Regions from separate parts of the Mus musculus genome. Here region 1 is linked to region 2. Evidence: chromatin contacts called from public promoter capture Hi-C data. All regions are on one chromosome and are shown on one strand. Each heading gives the region's core, a stretch centred on a gene start, on an enhancer-like site or on the middle of the called end of the contact. The rest is flanking DNA. Distances are from core to core; before and after follow the strand shown. Region 1 has its middle 18 kb from the start of Gm46767. Region 2 overlaps Gm32746 (a long non-coding RNA gene).

Region 1 (6,607 bases), core at 2,469-4,968, 350 kb after region 2:
ATTATGATTCCATAGGAGATTACTGTTAAGAAATTGCATGAATCTCAGAAGAGACTTTGAACTTTGGACATTTAAACATTGTAGAGACTGTGATAGACAAAAGGAACTTCTGAAGTTGGACTAAATGCATTAGCATTATGTTATTATATAAGCCCATGGAGGTTAGGGAATGGAATGTGATTGTTTGAATAGGTTTGGACCCCATAGATTCATGTGTTTGAATTATTGGCCCATTGGGGGTGGCTCTGTTGAGATGTGACCTTGTTGAAGTAGGTGTGGCTTTGTTGGAGGAAGTGTGCCACTGATGGAACAGGCTTTGAAGTTTTCTATGCTCAAGGTACACACAATATGACAAGCAGTCTCCTCTTGGCTGCCTGTGGATCAAGATGTAGAACTCTCAGCTTCTTCTCCAACCTCATGTCTGCCTGGATGCTGTCATGCTTCCCACCATGATGATAATGGACAAAACCTCTGAAACTGTAAGCCAGTCCCAATTTAATGTTGTCCTTTATAAGAGTTGCAGTGGTCATGATGTCTCTTCACAGCAATAAAACCCAAACGAAGACAATTAGCTACTCATCCACTAAGATCTTTTATTGACTTTGGTAACATCCAACAAGCTATCCAGGAGTACAGGACTTAAGTACACCTGGATCCAGACCTTAACTTACCATCTTTAAAGGTCAGATAAGGAGAACAAGTGTTGATAATAACCTGGGCGAGGGTGGGGGGTGGGGGTGGGGCATGTGACTCAGCAGTTAAGAACACTTGTTGCTCTTCTACAGGACTCAAGTTCAGTTCTCAGGACCCACATGGTGGCTCACAATTGCCTTAAGCCCTGGTTTAGGCAATATATTTCCACTTCGGGACTCTGCAAGTACCAGATATGTTCATGGTATGCATACATACAATCAGGTGAACACTCATACACATAAAATAAAAAATTAAATAAACTTAAAAAAAAACTGGAAGGAAAGCTTCCTAGTGAAAATTTAATACCTACATAGAAGGGATATTACACTGTTTGACATTGTTCTTGGGGAGACATGACCAAATCCCAGATACAGAACTAACAAGAAACCAGACTAATGATAGCAGCAAGTCAAATTTGGTGAACCAATGAGTTTATTGGAGTTACTTACAGGAGCATGGATAAGAGGTTAATTGGAAGAACATGGTTGATGCATAGGCAGCTACATCAACAAAACCCATCCTAGCAAGAATGAAGACACATGGAAACTGGGATCCCAAAGCTCTCTGTACAATATGTAGTCAGGTCAAAATATAGGCTGGAAGTCCTCTGTTCTTTACTTTAAAAAAATATCTATCTATCTATCTATCTATCTATCTATCTATCTATCTATTTATTATATCTAAGTACATTGTAGCTGTCTTCAGACACACCAGAAGAGGGCATCAGATCTCATTACGGATGGTTGTGAGCCTCTTTTCCTCAGCAAGTCTTAGTACTTATATTACCATGGGAAGAAAGAGATCGTTCAAATTTGGGAAGTTTCAGGGACTTCTTGATATAAGTGGGTTGTTTAGTTTCTGAATCTGAATCAGTCTTCTGCAGAATGGAGTGTTTCAATGCAGTGGAAATTGCTGTACAACCACTGGACACTGCACTACAGCCTTAACTGTTACAAGGATGGATAGATGTGTGTGCATCTCTTGGTGAAGCCTGTCACTCTAGGGGCTCCTATGTCTGAAAAGTCCAGGATAGAAAAAAATGTACTATGAAGCAGTGGAAACTCCAAAATTCCTCTTCTGAAAATATGCAGCCAAGCAGATAAGTACTGATTGATCAGATGCTTAAAGACAGATACTATTCTGATTCTAGGTCATAGATTTTTCTGGAAATAATCCTTCTTATATTGGAAAAGAGCATAACTACTTCCTTGGTGGAATCATTCTTATACATGCAGGAGCTAACATTAGTTGAACTTTTGTCCTGCTTTTCAACAGTATAAATCCTTTAAGAAAAACTTTCCTTTGACTCTTTTTATTACTTTACACATTATTTCTATTCACTCTCATGTTCCAATTCCCTAAAAACCTCATAGCTTTTGGCCTAGTCAATCAAAGTTTTTCCCCTTTAAATCTCACCCATCCTTGCTGTCTATGTGTTGACACTTGAGACTGAGGTTATCCACAACCACCACCGGTTCTGGAGTGGTCTTCAGGAAACACCTACTTAAAAGCAAACATGCTAGACTTACAGGAGTCTAGCATGGCTATCCTCTGAGAGGCTCCACACAGCAGCTGACTCATGGACCTTGGGGACTTTTATGTAAGAGCAGGAGATGGGATTATGGCTTCTAAGGAGATAGGAACTCCACAGGAACACCAATAGAGTCAACTAACGTGAACTCTTGGGGATCTCAAACCATCAATCAAAGAACATACATTGGCTAGACCTAGGCCTCCCCCAAAATATGTAGCAGATATGCAGCTTGGTCTTCATGTGGGTCCTGAACAACTGGAGCTGGGGCTATCCCAAAAGCACTTGCCTGTCTGTGGGATATGTTCTTCTAGTTGTGCTGTCTTGTCTGGCCTCAATGGGAGAGGATGTGCCTAACCTTGCAGAGACTTAATGTGCAAAGGAGGGGGGATACCCAAGAGAACCCCACTTGCTCAGAGAACAAAAGGGGGATTGGAGAAGGTTTGTGGGAGGGGCTTAGTAAACTGGATGTCAAGTGAATAAGTAAACAAACAAACCAAAACACAAAAAATAAATATAAATTTTTAATAAGCAAACATGTAGGAACAGTCTTTCCAATCCTGTTCTGAATGGATAGCTATTGGTTCTGTAATAAGACTTTATGTATATGTGTATACATAAAGAAAGAACGGAGCACTAGCCCATGAATGGGAAACTCATGCTTATTTTTGCCCAGATAGTTTTCTGTTAAAAAGTACAAAGCTACTTATTTATTAAGGGATGACTAACCTTAAAGCTATCCATAACAATCCTATTCAAAATGACCTCTATTCTCTGCTGCTTTTCATAGCTGCCTTCTCTAACTAATCTTATGAATGGTCTAGTTCACTCTCGCTGATCCCTAACCTACAAAAACCCACGGAGGAAAATTTCTTTCTCCTTCCTAGCTACAGTTTGTTAGCTCCTATGGGATCCACAAAAATCCTAACAGAGACATTTTGTGTTTACAAAGACTAAGTAACAAACCCAGCTAACAAACTAAAAGATGTATCCCATCTAGAGAGACTGATTTAGATGTTCAGAGATAAACTCTGCAAGGTAAGCCTTGGGATTACAAACCTGTCATCTACTCAGATCCAGACATGAGATCTTATCAGAACACATGGTTTTACACAGACCTCAGATTTTCTTATCTGAAAGTAAAACTAGCACATTCTCAAGGACCATGTTGGATTCGTGGATGAAAGGCCTGCCTAATAGTACCTACTTTCTGGAGATCTTTTGGATATGTGATGTCAGACCTCAACACTGTCAGGGAAAATGCTTTTCATTGTTTTTCCTATATAAAACAATGTCTGCCTTTGCAAGTAAGCATCTTCTTTGATGTGCCACTTGGTAGAGCCTCGAGTAGATTACTTGGGGCTGGTAGTCTTGCCTGGGAGCAAGCTGACTGAAAATCCAACAACAGCTACCAATAGCGACAGCTAAGGCTGTTAGGGAAACAGCACAGGGCCTTGCCCAACTCTGAGATAAATTATGTCATTTCAATCGAACTGGCCAAAGCAATTCTATTACAAAATGGTTCTTCAAAACAGGGCCTTAAACATTTATTATGAGGCAAGGGAGAGCCTGGATGTCATTTAAAGAAGAACATTGTTTCTATGTTGTAATGGGAATAGTCCAACACAATGTCCAAAATGTCCTCATGGAGCTAATAGGACAAAATGTCTTATGTAACTCCTTCTGGTCTCTATGCTAGAAGAAAACATGGAACTTACTTAGTAATTTTTTTTCTCCATTTATACCTATTCTATTCTCAATTTTTCTTGACTTCATCTTCTTTTATGTGAGAAAGCACATACAGTTCACCCCCCCTCCCCTTCCCCAAAGGACTCAGCCACTCAAAATGGATTTGCCAAAAGCTTCAGGTCAATTACACAAAGATACCCAGAGATCTGGAGGACTCAACTGGATCAACCAAATCAGCTGTCTGATCAGCTCAGCATCCCCACCACGGCACCCCCTGTCTCCCCCACGCCTCCTAGCAAGGCAATTTCAAAGGCATGGATCCACCAGAATAGTTTTTGAAAAGCTACTTGCTTGTAAGAAATCCAACTGAAGCCAGCATTTTGCACAAGGGCAGAGAGGGCAAGCTGGTCCTTGAAACAACCTGTTAGGCACAATGGGGCATATATACACTTAAAATTATGGGATGAATGACTTGCATGCATGTAAATTCCCCAGAGTGATAACAGCCCAAATGTTAATCAAGGGTCTCAGCATCTTCCCTGTCTAAACTCATATGAAAGAAGCTCCAAAAGAAAAGGTGCCCTGGAGGCATCTTGCCCAGCATCATTTTCTTTTACAGTGTGTCCACCTTCTCCTGTTTGTGTCTCTTCTAGATAAACTTTCTCACTATCACGTTTGCTAATATTTTCTCAATTCTTTGATAAAATCACTTAGAACCTATAACTCTAGCTGTCCACGAGAGCTCTACAATACCACTCTTCCTTTGCTTCTTTTTTGCTGTCATATATTTATGGAAGTCAGAGGACAATGTGTAGAAAATTGGTCCACACCTTTTGCAGTGTGGGATTCAGGAAAACTCAAGTTATCAGGCTTGGCAGCAAGTGCCTGTAATGGCTAAGTCATCTCACTGGTCCCTGTTGTTGCTCTTTTTAAAGTCTGGTGTTTCTGCTCATAATGGGTGTTATGTGTCTTTAGACAAAAGGTTAAGATGGCAAAGAAGGCTGCATTAGTTAGGGTCTCTATTGCTGTAATAAAACACCATGACCAAAATTGACTTAGAAAGGAAAGGATTTATTTGGTCTACATGTCATGACCATAATCTATCATTTGAGGGCAGGAACTCAAGGCAGGTCAGGACCTAAGAGGCAGGAACTGAAATATTAACCATGGAGACTTGCTGTTTACTGGCTTGTTCTTCCTGACTTGCTCAGCCTGCTGTCTTACACTAGCCAGTGCCACCTGCTTAGGGGTAGCCCCTCCCAGAATGGTCTGGGCCCTCCCATACCAATCATTAGTCATTACTCAATAAAATGCACTACGGGCTTACTTAGAGGACAATCTTATGATATGGGGTCATTTAATTAATTGCGATTCCCTTTTCCCAGGTGACTCTATCCTATGTCAAGTTGACAAAAAAACTAGCCAGTTCAGAAGCAGAAATAGCATGAAGACAGATGTAAAAGCTTTTCATCTTATTCCTGTCTGCCTATTAGACATCTATAGGCAGACTCAAGAGGGAAATTTCTTCAGAAAACCCATCCTCCAGGGCCTTGAAAATGAATCTAGGCAACTGTGATCAAAGCCCACACAGCAGAGAGTGAGTTTATTATAACAAAGCAAGCAGGAATTAACAATGCACGTGTCAACTGTGCAGCCTCAAAAATTACTCATTTTTAATGTGGAGCTAGAGAGCTTATTCAGGTTTTTCTTGGTAAGACACCCTCTTCTGCTTGGCCCATTGGAACGCTCATCATATTTTATGAAACGAAATGCTTTCTAGCTCTAGAATTGAAAAGAAGTTCAGTTAAGATCCTTAAATAAAATTGTTGCAATTTTTTCCCTTTGATATAGTGCACAATGTTTAAGTGGCATTTCACCCAGCAGAGAAAAGTAATAATAATAAAAAAAAACCCAGCTGAACTTCAACTTAGACAACTGTAGAATGAGCTCACATATATAATGTTAAGGAAAGACGCATAACCAAAGAGTGAAACTAAAGACAAATAAATAGTTTACCCATGGTTTTCATTTAAGATGGTAGCCACTCTTGGGGTGGTCATACAAAAGGCTTCCAAGGTGCTGGCTAGGTTCTGTTCCTTCATCTAGGCTTACAGAATATGTAACATTTGTGATAAGTCGTGAAAATAGAAAAAAATAAAAACAGGAAACGTTTCTTTCTTTACCTTCTCTGCCAAGTGGCTACATAGTCCAGCTCCTAGGACTCCTCTTCCTCCTGCCTTAGCCTCCTGTACTAGAACTGCTGGTACAGGTCACCACTGGGCTTGGCCTTCTAAATTCTCACTACAATTCTGACAGTAAATTTTCAGATTTCACATATCAGCAAGCCTTCATTTCTTTATACACATCCACTGAATATCCAACTGTGCAACTGTGACTCTATACAGAGTCAACACAGACCCCACAGGATCAGATATAAGGTCCCCAAGACTACCTCTCACTTAAGTCCAGCTTGATACCTGCACTTCTGAACCAACTGGCTATAGTTGAGAGGTTCCCACAATCCCTTCTTCAGAATCTCTGTTGTTAAAATGGTGTTCATGGCCCAGGAAACATAGGCTTCTTAATTTATTGTGAATGATATTGCTCATGATCCATAGAAGCAGGTGGGTGAAGAGCAAGGTGCAGGTTGAGTATGGAGTTTCCATTCCCTTCTGGGCATGCCAACTCCCAGGG
Region 2 (7,325 bases), core at 461-2,960:
GTGACTGGAAACAGTGGACACTGTAGAGAAAACATGCCAGTGTGGTGGAATGACACTTCAAGTGCTGACATGACGCTGACTGAGAATTCTATTTTCCTTCCTCCCTCTGACAGCTCTGATTCAATGAAAACAAACAGGTTAATTTTTGTCTCCTGTTCTGTCTGATAAACATCTACCCTAAGTGCCTTGGGTTTGAGTTCTTGTGGGTAAGTTGTTGTATTTTATGTACATACATATAATTTTGGTTGTAAAAGACTCTGATTATTTGAGTCCCTTTGTCAGTCATATTATAACTTCTTAACACCAATTCTTAGCTCTCATATTTCAACCTATTCAGATCTTTTGGACTTCCTCATATCCTAACTTTTCCCAGACATTCTATCCAAAAAACTGAAAAACTCTGTATAACATGTAGGTGAGCAGTTCATATTTTTTTAAAAAAATGGTAAAATCATGGTGTATAAGAAAAACTAACAACTTCATTCTACACTCAGTAAATGTCGAAAACCACAGAAATCAATAAATTCTATCTAGTGTGATATATCACTATCCGATATATCACTATCTAGTGTGCTATAACACTTATCCACACTCTAGTCTAGTCCAATATCATCTCCACAGAATAAAGCTGGTATAATTTGGTTGACTGAGAACAGAATCTGGCCATGAATTTTAAAATTATCCTCATTGCATAGTTTCCACCTTTATACACAGAAGTAGAAGGGGCTGATCTAACTGCAGGGAATAGGTTACACTACTAAACCATGCCTTAAAGTGGTAGCCCTATGTACTGACTGCTTACATGTGCTTTATAACACAGAAATAGTTCTCAAAATTGACTGTCATGCAAGTATCATTCAAGAAGGTTGCAGTCAGTTCTCCTCATTGGAGCTCCACGAATTCATACCATGACATATCTAAGAGGACCAGGGAAATGAGGGATGGCTCACGGGCTTGATTCTGAGAGTAAAGAAGAGGAAATCCCAGGCTTATCTGAGGTTAAGGACTCTAGGAAAGAAGGAGAAAGGAGCTGTGGAGGTGGGAAGATGACTGCAGAAAGGGCAAGAACAGGAGGCCACATGTGAGCTCTGAGAGTAGTAAAACTGAAAGGAACCAAGGAAAGAGTTAAATTGGATTGGAGGAATTTCTGGGCACCTAAAAAGAGTCAATTGTCATTTTGTCTGTTGTCATTCAGGGCTAATGACTATGGCTGCAACCCAGTAAAGGCTCCTTGTGTGACCTTTGGCATTTGCTCATGATGGAAAGGATAAAGTTGATGGAAACAACGTAATAAGAAATGACATCAAAATTGGTCCTGTTGACTCTGTTGAGGCTGGCTTTCAAGCCCTCTGCCTTTCTGTTTTACATCCCTCCTCAGACTCCCAGAGCCTATCTTTGGGTCTACTTCATTCCAGATCTTTCTGAAACCAGAGAACTAACTACCCTTTAGTCTCTATATGGATTTCAAAAACAAATACTAAATTCAGTTAGGTGAGGATTCATTTCTGAGACTTTTTAATGTATCAGTGATTCATCTAGGGGTTCTCTGCAAACCTCCACCCTTTTGACTTAAAGGAACACAGTCAGTTGTCTAATATGCTTCTCATCCAGCAAAGAAATATTTTCTGCAGGAGTCCTGAGAAGGAATTGCCTAGTTTCTCCAGGGACATTTGGATGAGAGTCTGTTTCTCACAGGGCAGCCTGTTCTCTGTAAGTTCTTTGTAATATCCAGTGGAAATCCGAGTTCCAACACTCTTGGGTCTTAGCCCCATTTCTGTTCTGTTAAGCAATCCAAAAACAAATTGCTGCACCGGAATCCCAGATTCTGAGAAGAAAATAGCATTTCTTCTTATGGATTTTCCTCTTAGTGCTCAAAGCAGTGAACAAGCTGCTAAGACTCACTAAACTAAGCAGTATAGGCCAAACAAAGACCTCTTGTGCTTTGGCTTCAAAGCACTCCTACTGTGTTTCCACAAAGGCCCTATAACCACATCAAGGTGCAATACTTAGGAGAGTCAAACTAAGCAAACAAGATGCACTTATTTTTTTTCCTTCAAAAATTACAGGGTGAGTTTCAATATACTTCCAATTTGACAGTTCTGCTTTTATCTGTTTTTAATATCTTGTGTTCTGAATGAAAAAATTAATTCAGGCTATCCAATTGATTTACATTGCAAATTATCTTTTATGTCTTACAAGACAGATTTTGTTAAAAGCAAATGAATGGCTTTGGCAATGATTTCTTGGAGAGGATACTAAAAGCATAGGCTAAAAATGTAAAAAATATAATATAGACTACCTTAAATTAAAAGCTTCTGTGCATCAAAAGACATAATTAAGACTGAGAAGGCAACCCACATAATGAGGAAGAACATTTTTCAATTGTCTATCTGACAATATTTCATCTCCAAAATGCATAAAACCTTAATTAACAACAACCCTACTTAATGTGACAAAGGTTTTAATAAACATTTCCCCCAAAAGAACGTGCCATGTATGCCAATGTATACATGAAATGGTGTTCCATATTATTAATCATTATGGAAATGCAAATCTAAGCCATAATGAGATATTGCCCCATAATAATAAGAAACACCACAATTTAAAATGATAAAAATAAAAGATGTTAATAAGTACTTAGAAAGAATAGAACACAGGTACTTTTGGTGGGAGTGTAGACTGATGTGGCCCGTGTGATCCCTCAAAATATCAAAATAATTATCATGTGATCCAGCAGCCTCAACTCTGCACACTAAAAATAATTCTAAAGCAAGGTTTTAAAGAATTTTCTCACCCATGTTCATAACTCACAATAGCCAATTGGTAGCAGTAATTCACGCGTGTATAGACAGCTGAATGTGCAGATAAAATATAACGTATACATTCAATGGAATACTGTTCAACCTTAAAAACAAACCCTGTGCATACTAAAATATCAATAAATTTTGAGGACATTAATGAAATCTCACTAAAGAAAATAAACTCCAGTCATAACAAGACAAATTATTTTATGTGATCCCACTTATAGAAAGTCTCGAAAGTTGTCAGATCCATAGAGAGTGGAATGTTGGTTGCCTGGGACTTGGCAAAGGCACATGTCTCTAGTTTTGAATGCCACAAAGAGGTCTGGAGAGTCAGAGTAGTAGCACAGTAGAGCCACTATGGTTAAAGTTACTGTGTGATGCTCTAGAGCATGGAACTTTATGTCCTCTGACTTTACATAATTAAGAATCATATTGAAAGGAAGTAGATGAATTACAACCCTGTCACAATTTTCTTTTGTTTCTGAGATAACATAGAGGATAATACATGAATCAAAAGCCTCTTAATTTTTGTATGACTACAAAAGCTAGAGAAAATATTATTTAGCTTTTAAAATTTGGCTATAGCATTATGTCCAATCACGTCTCAGTCAGGACCAAGAACATTTAAGAGACAATTATTCTGTCTGCGGTAAAAACCTGCTATGCCAGATTTGGAAAACATGCCCAAGTGGTGGTACCGTGTAGGCAGGTTTGTTACACTGTGGTATGTCAGCTTATTTTGGCACTGGTAAGCATAAGGTGTCTCCATTGACTCTTGGCTTCTGATGACAAACAATTCATTACTAATAAGTCCCACAATGAAAATCCTGAAAATACACACTAAAGGGTCTTCAGTGAGCTGAAAACAATTCATAACTCAATGCAATGCACAACTGCTAGATTTGCTCTACCAGTCTGAGTCAACACTTCACTTACTATTTCAATGCAATTGATTCTTCAGGAAGCATTCAACTACTTTACAGAAAACACAACCATGGCATGAGTGTTTTACCTGAAGGCACCTGTTAAAAGACACTAGAATGAAGACTACTGCAACAAAAATTTTCACAGAATATTCTTCTTCAGATAGTTGATAACTTGTGTTATCTTGAAAATATATAATAACTTATACCATGTATATGTATATGTATATGTATATGTATATGTATACACTCACTACTAATTCTAAATGTCAACTCAAGTGGACTTGAAAATTACATGAGATTAGTCAGCCACATATCTGAGAATGTCTGTGTGGGCCTTTTCAGAGATTGTCACATAATGAAGGATCGCCTTGACTTCATGTATGGTTTAATCCATTGATGTATTCAAGATTCAAATCCCTACTTAGAGGAAATAGGTCAGGAAGAGGTGTCCTTGGTTGTGATGCTTTGTCCTTGGCCTTTGCGTTCCACTCTGCTGTGCACCATGGTCTAAGTTTCCCTGCCATGGCCCCACCACCTTAAGAAACCCTCTGTAACAGTGAGCAGAAGAGAGCTTTCCTTCCTTAAGCTGTTCTTGTTGGTGATTTGATCCAGTAATGATAAAACTAAGAAATAATCATACTCACCAAGATTTGAATTCATATTTCTGTTTTAGCCTGAATCCATTGAGGTAAATTTTCAACTTTGACTTCTTCACATCACCATATAAATTCTCCATATGACCATATGCATGCTCACATTCTTATCTCGAAATGTGCCTCTGCATTTATCAGGCTCTGTATTTGTCAGGCTCTGGCAGAAGCTCTCAGGAGACAACTATATCAGGCTTACTCCTCTGTGTGTAGCCTTTTAAAGTACAAGTACATTCCCATATTGCTTTACATTCTCCTGGCCAAAGTAAGTCTCAACATAGTGAAAGATCCATTGGGTAAAGAAGCACCCTCCAACTATAAGAGTCAAAATGAAGGCGCTATTTGCTGAGTAATGTTTTGTATAAGTATGATTAATAGGAAAATCAGACTTAATAATCAGTAGATTATATCTAAAAGTCTACTCAATATTATTAACTTGCTTTCATTCATGGGAAATAAACATAATACAATTACATTTAACACTGCTAGAGTGAATATTAGTACAGAATTTGAAATCTACCTACTCAAGGCTTTGAGATTTTTCCTTAATTGCAATGAATGAAATTGGTCTGGTTGCTCGGTGGGAATTAAAACAACAACAAATAAAAACAAAACAAAACATTGCTTTGCTTCCAAGATGGATCTTCCCATTTGCAGTATTTCAAGGACTGAGATTATTTCATTGTGTGCCCTATTAGTCCTTTCCACTACCTACATCACTTAGGATACGATGTAGCATCCCAGAAGGACCTGAGGGTCCTGGTAATAGAAAAAGGGTTTAGGGCAGGAAATATCCTAGGGCTACCACTGCTTAGTTCTGAACTTAGGCAATTTCTGTAAACTCACAAGTAAAAATCTTATTGGTTAAATTTGCCTGAGTGGACTAGGAGGTTGTTGTATTGATTAAATGAAATAACACAAAAAACACAAAGCATTAATCAGAAAACATGCATATTGACATAAATTTATTGGACTACAGTTACCAATTTTTTATTTCTCTTCTACTGTGTTTATTTGCTTGTTTTAATTTACTTTCAATAATCAGTTACCATTAAAGAATATTTATTCTGTTATGGATAAGTGGCAAGTAATATTTCTAAATTAAATAACTGTCCATTGAGACTAATAAGCAAAATAGATTATAATAAATATGACAATTTGTGTAATTATCTAAATTCAGTTTCAATAATTTGAGCTGTCATAGTTTCCAAACTTTCATTTTTTTATAATGCCATCTAATAGATATTAACCACAAAGGAGGTAATATAAGAAATCACATAATCAAGTATCTCAGTGAATACCTTAAGCCTTACTCAGATCAAATCAAATAGAGCTTTTAAAGTAAGCATTGGTTAAATTCTCCAGTCTAGTTTATGTGTAAACGGTTTGCTGAATGAGAGAAAGAATGGCTGACATGTAATCTGGAAATGGTTTAGCCTGACCTTTGATATCGAGTGGTTTTCCTGCAGAACATCTTTATAAATGCCTGTGATTTCTCATACTTGTTCACACTGATGAGTCCAAAAGGAACAAATCACAGATTTATGTGCAAATGAGATTCATGTCTCTGAAGCAGGCCTGGTGAATTTAAACACACACTCTAGAAAACACTAGTTTCCCCTAGAGGACAAGAGCTTTGTAGCTTGACTTTATTTAACTGGAAAATGTTTGCTATACGGTGGGGAAAATGACATATATATTGATCTTAATGGACACCTATTGTATTTATATGCTCACAGTCACAGGCATTTAAACTGATCATAAAAAGAAAATGAACAATTTCTAAAAATGGACATGACTACAATAAAACCTATCAGTAGCTGTATAAATTAAACATTTCTTAAGGTATACTAGTAATACATTAATATACAAATGTAAATAAATATACAATTTCTCCAAAATGGCTTTAGTCTGAAAATATATACTTGCAAAGTTTATAAATCCCTTTGCATGCATTTGCAGTAGTCTCAGTGTGCAGAAATCATCACTGTTTTAGTGTAGAAGTCCTACGTCAATCACAGAACAAAGTACCATGAGAGTCCCTAAAGGAAGGGCTGTGGAATTGCACTGGTCTTTTAAAAGTGAGTGTGTCATCTCTTCCTTACCACAATGCCTTGACTGTCCAACTCTGTAACCCCATGGATATTATTTATAACTTATTTGAGAACGAAAACCTCTCATGGTCTTCTAGAGAATTAATTGTTCCTAGCTTTTCTGGAAGGAATGGTTTCTCACTTAATTTCAGTTTTAAATTTGTTTATTGCTTTGAAAAAGAGAGGTAAAATAATCTCGCTATAACAAATACAGAACCAAATAATGGAGATCTTCTTATCATGAGCATGGTGTGCTGAGATCACAGCTCAGCTCAAGAGGGCTGCGACCTTCCAGTTGGAGTTTTTCATTGCTGAAGGCAAGGATGTTTGGGGCCTGTTTGCCAGCAATGGGATGGGCTTAGGTCTCACAGTTCCCATGATTCTCACACTAGGATTTTTGATGTGATTTCTCTCCAAGTTTATATGCACTGCTGCAGTAGGAAGCTCAGAGGAAGTGTGATGATTCCACATCAGTGCCTGAAAGTGAGCACGGAAGATGTACCAAGAGTTTAATCCACCCTAGCAATTCCTTCACCGTTTATTAAAATACCAAGAGATTTAGAGGGAGAAATGCCCTAGACCTCCTCGTGTTTTCTTTATATTTCTTTTTTTTATTGGAAATTTTCTTTATACTCTGTTTTCCATGAAAAATTAAGAAACTGACGATGTTATTTGAATCATGGTCACAGCTCAGCATTCTTGTTCCCAATTCAAATATCATATTTTGTAATGTTTCTCAGAAATCAAAAACCCAATCTACAAAGCAAACATATCTTCATAACAGTGTCGCAAAAGCCTTCTAACAAACTATTTATTTTCTCATGCTATATCTTGAAGTCAAGGAAAACACAG

Evidence for each region. Capture Hi-C pulls out chosen DNA fragments and counts their contacts.
Region 1: a promoter capture Hi-C map of adipose tissue shows a contact between it and region 2. The contact joins two enhancer-like sites. A contact is called at or near these places in 10 of 39 promoter capture datasets (the 3T3-L1 cell line, 3T3-L1-derived adipocytes, the HPC-7 cell line and 5 more) and 1 of 9 other capture datasets (adipose tissue).

What each region holds. Positions count from the first base shown.
Region 1 is chr2:136,846,838-136,853,444 of GRCm38.p6, forward strand. No RefSeq gene overlaps it. Among named protein-coding and RNA genes, the nearest start is that of Gm46767, 18 kb to the left of the region's middle. Within about 2 kb of position 3,719, at least 2 of the 459 cell types and tissues checked have an H3K27ac peak or open chromatin away from gene starts, as enhancers often do. A contact at or near this core is called in adipose tissue, where this site is marked.
Region 2 is chr2:136,502,826-136,510,150 of GRCm38.p6, forward strand. Gm32746 (a long non-coding RNA gene) reads right to left here. Exons shown (of 2, transcript XR_375015.3): 2 at 5,333-6,950. Among named protein-coding and RNA genes, the nearest start is that of Gm32746, 5.7 kb to the right of the region's middle. Within about 2 kb of position 1,711, at least 11 of the 459 cell types and tissues checked have an H3K27ac peak or open chromatin away from gene starts, as enhancers often do. A contact at or near this core is called in adipose tissue, where this site is marked.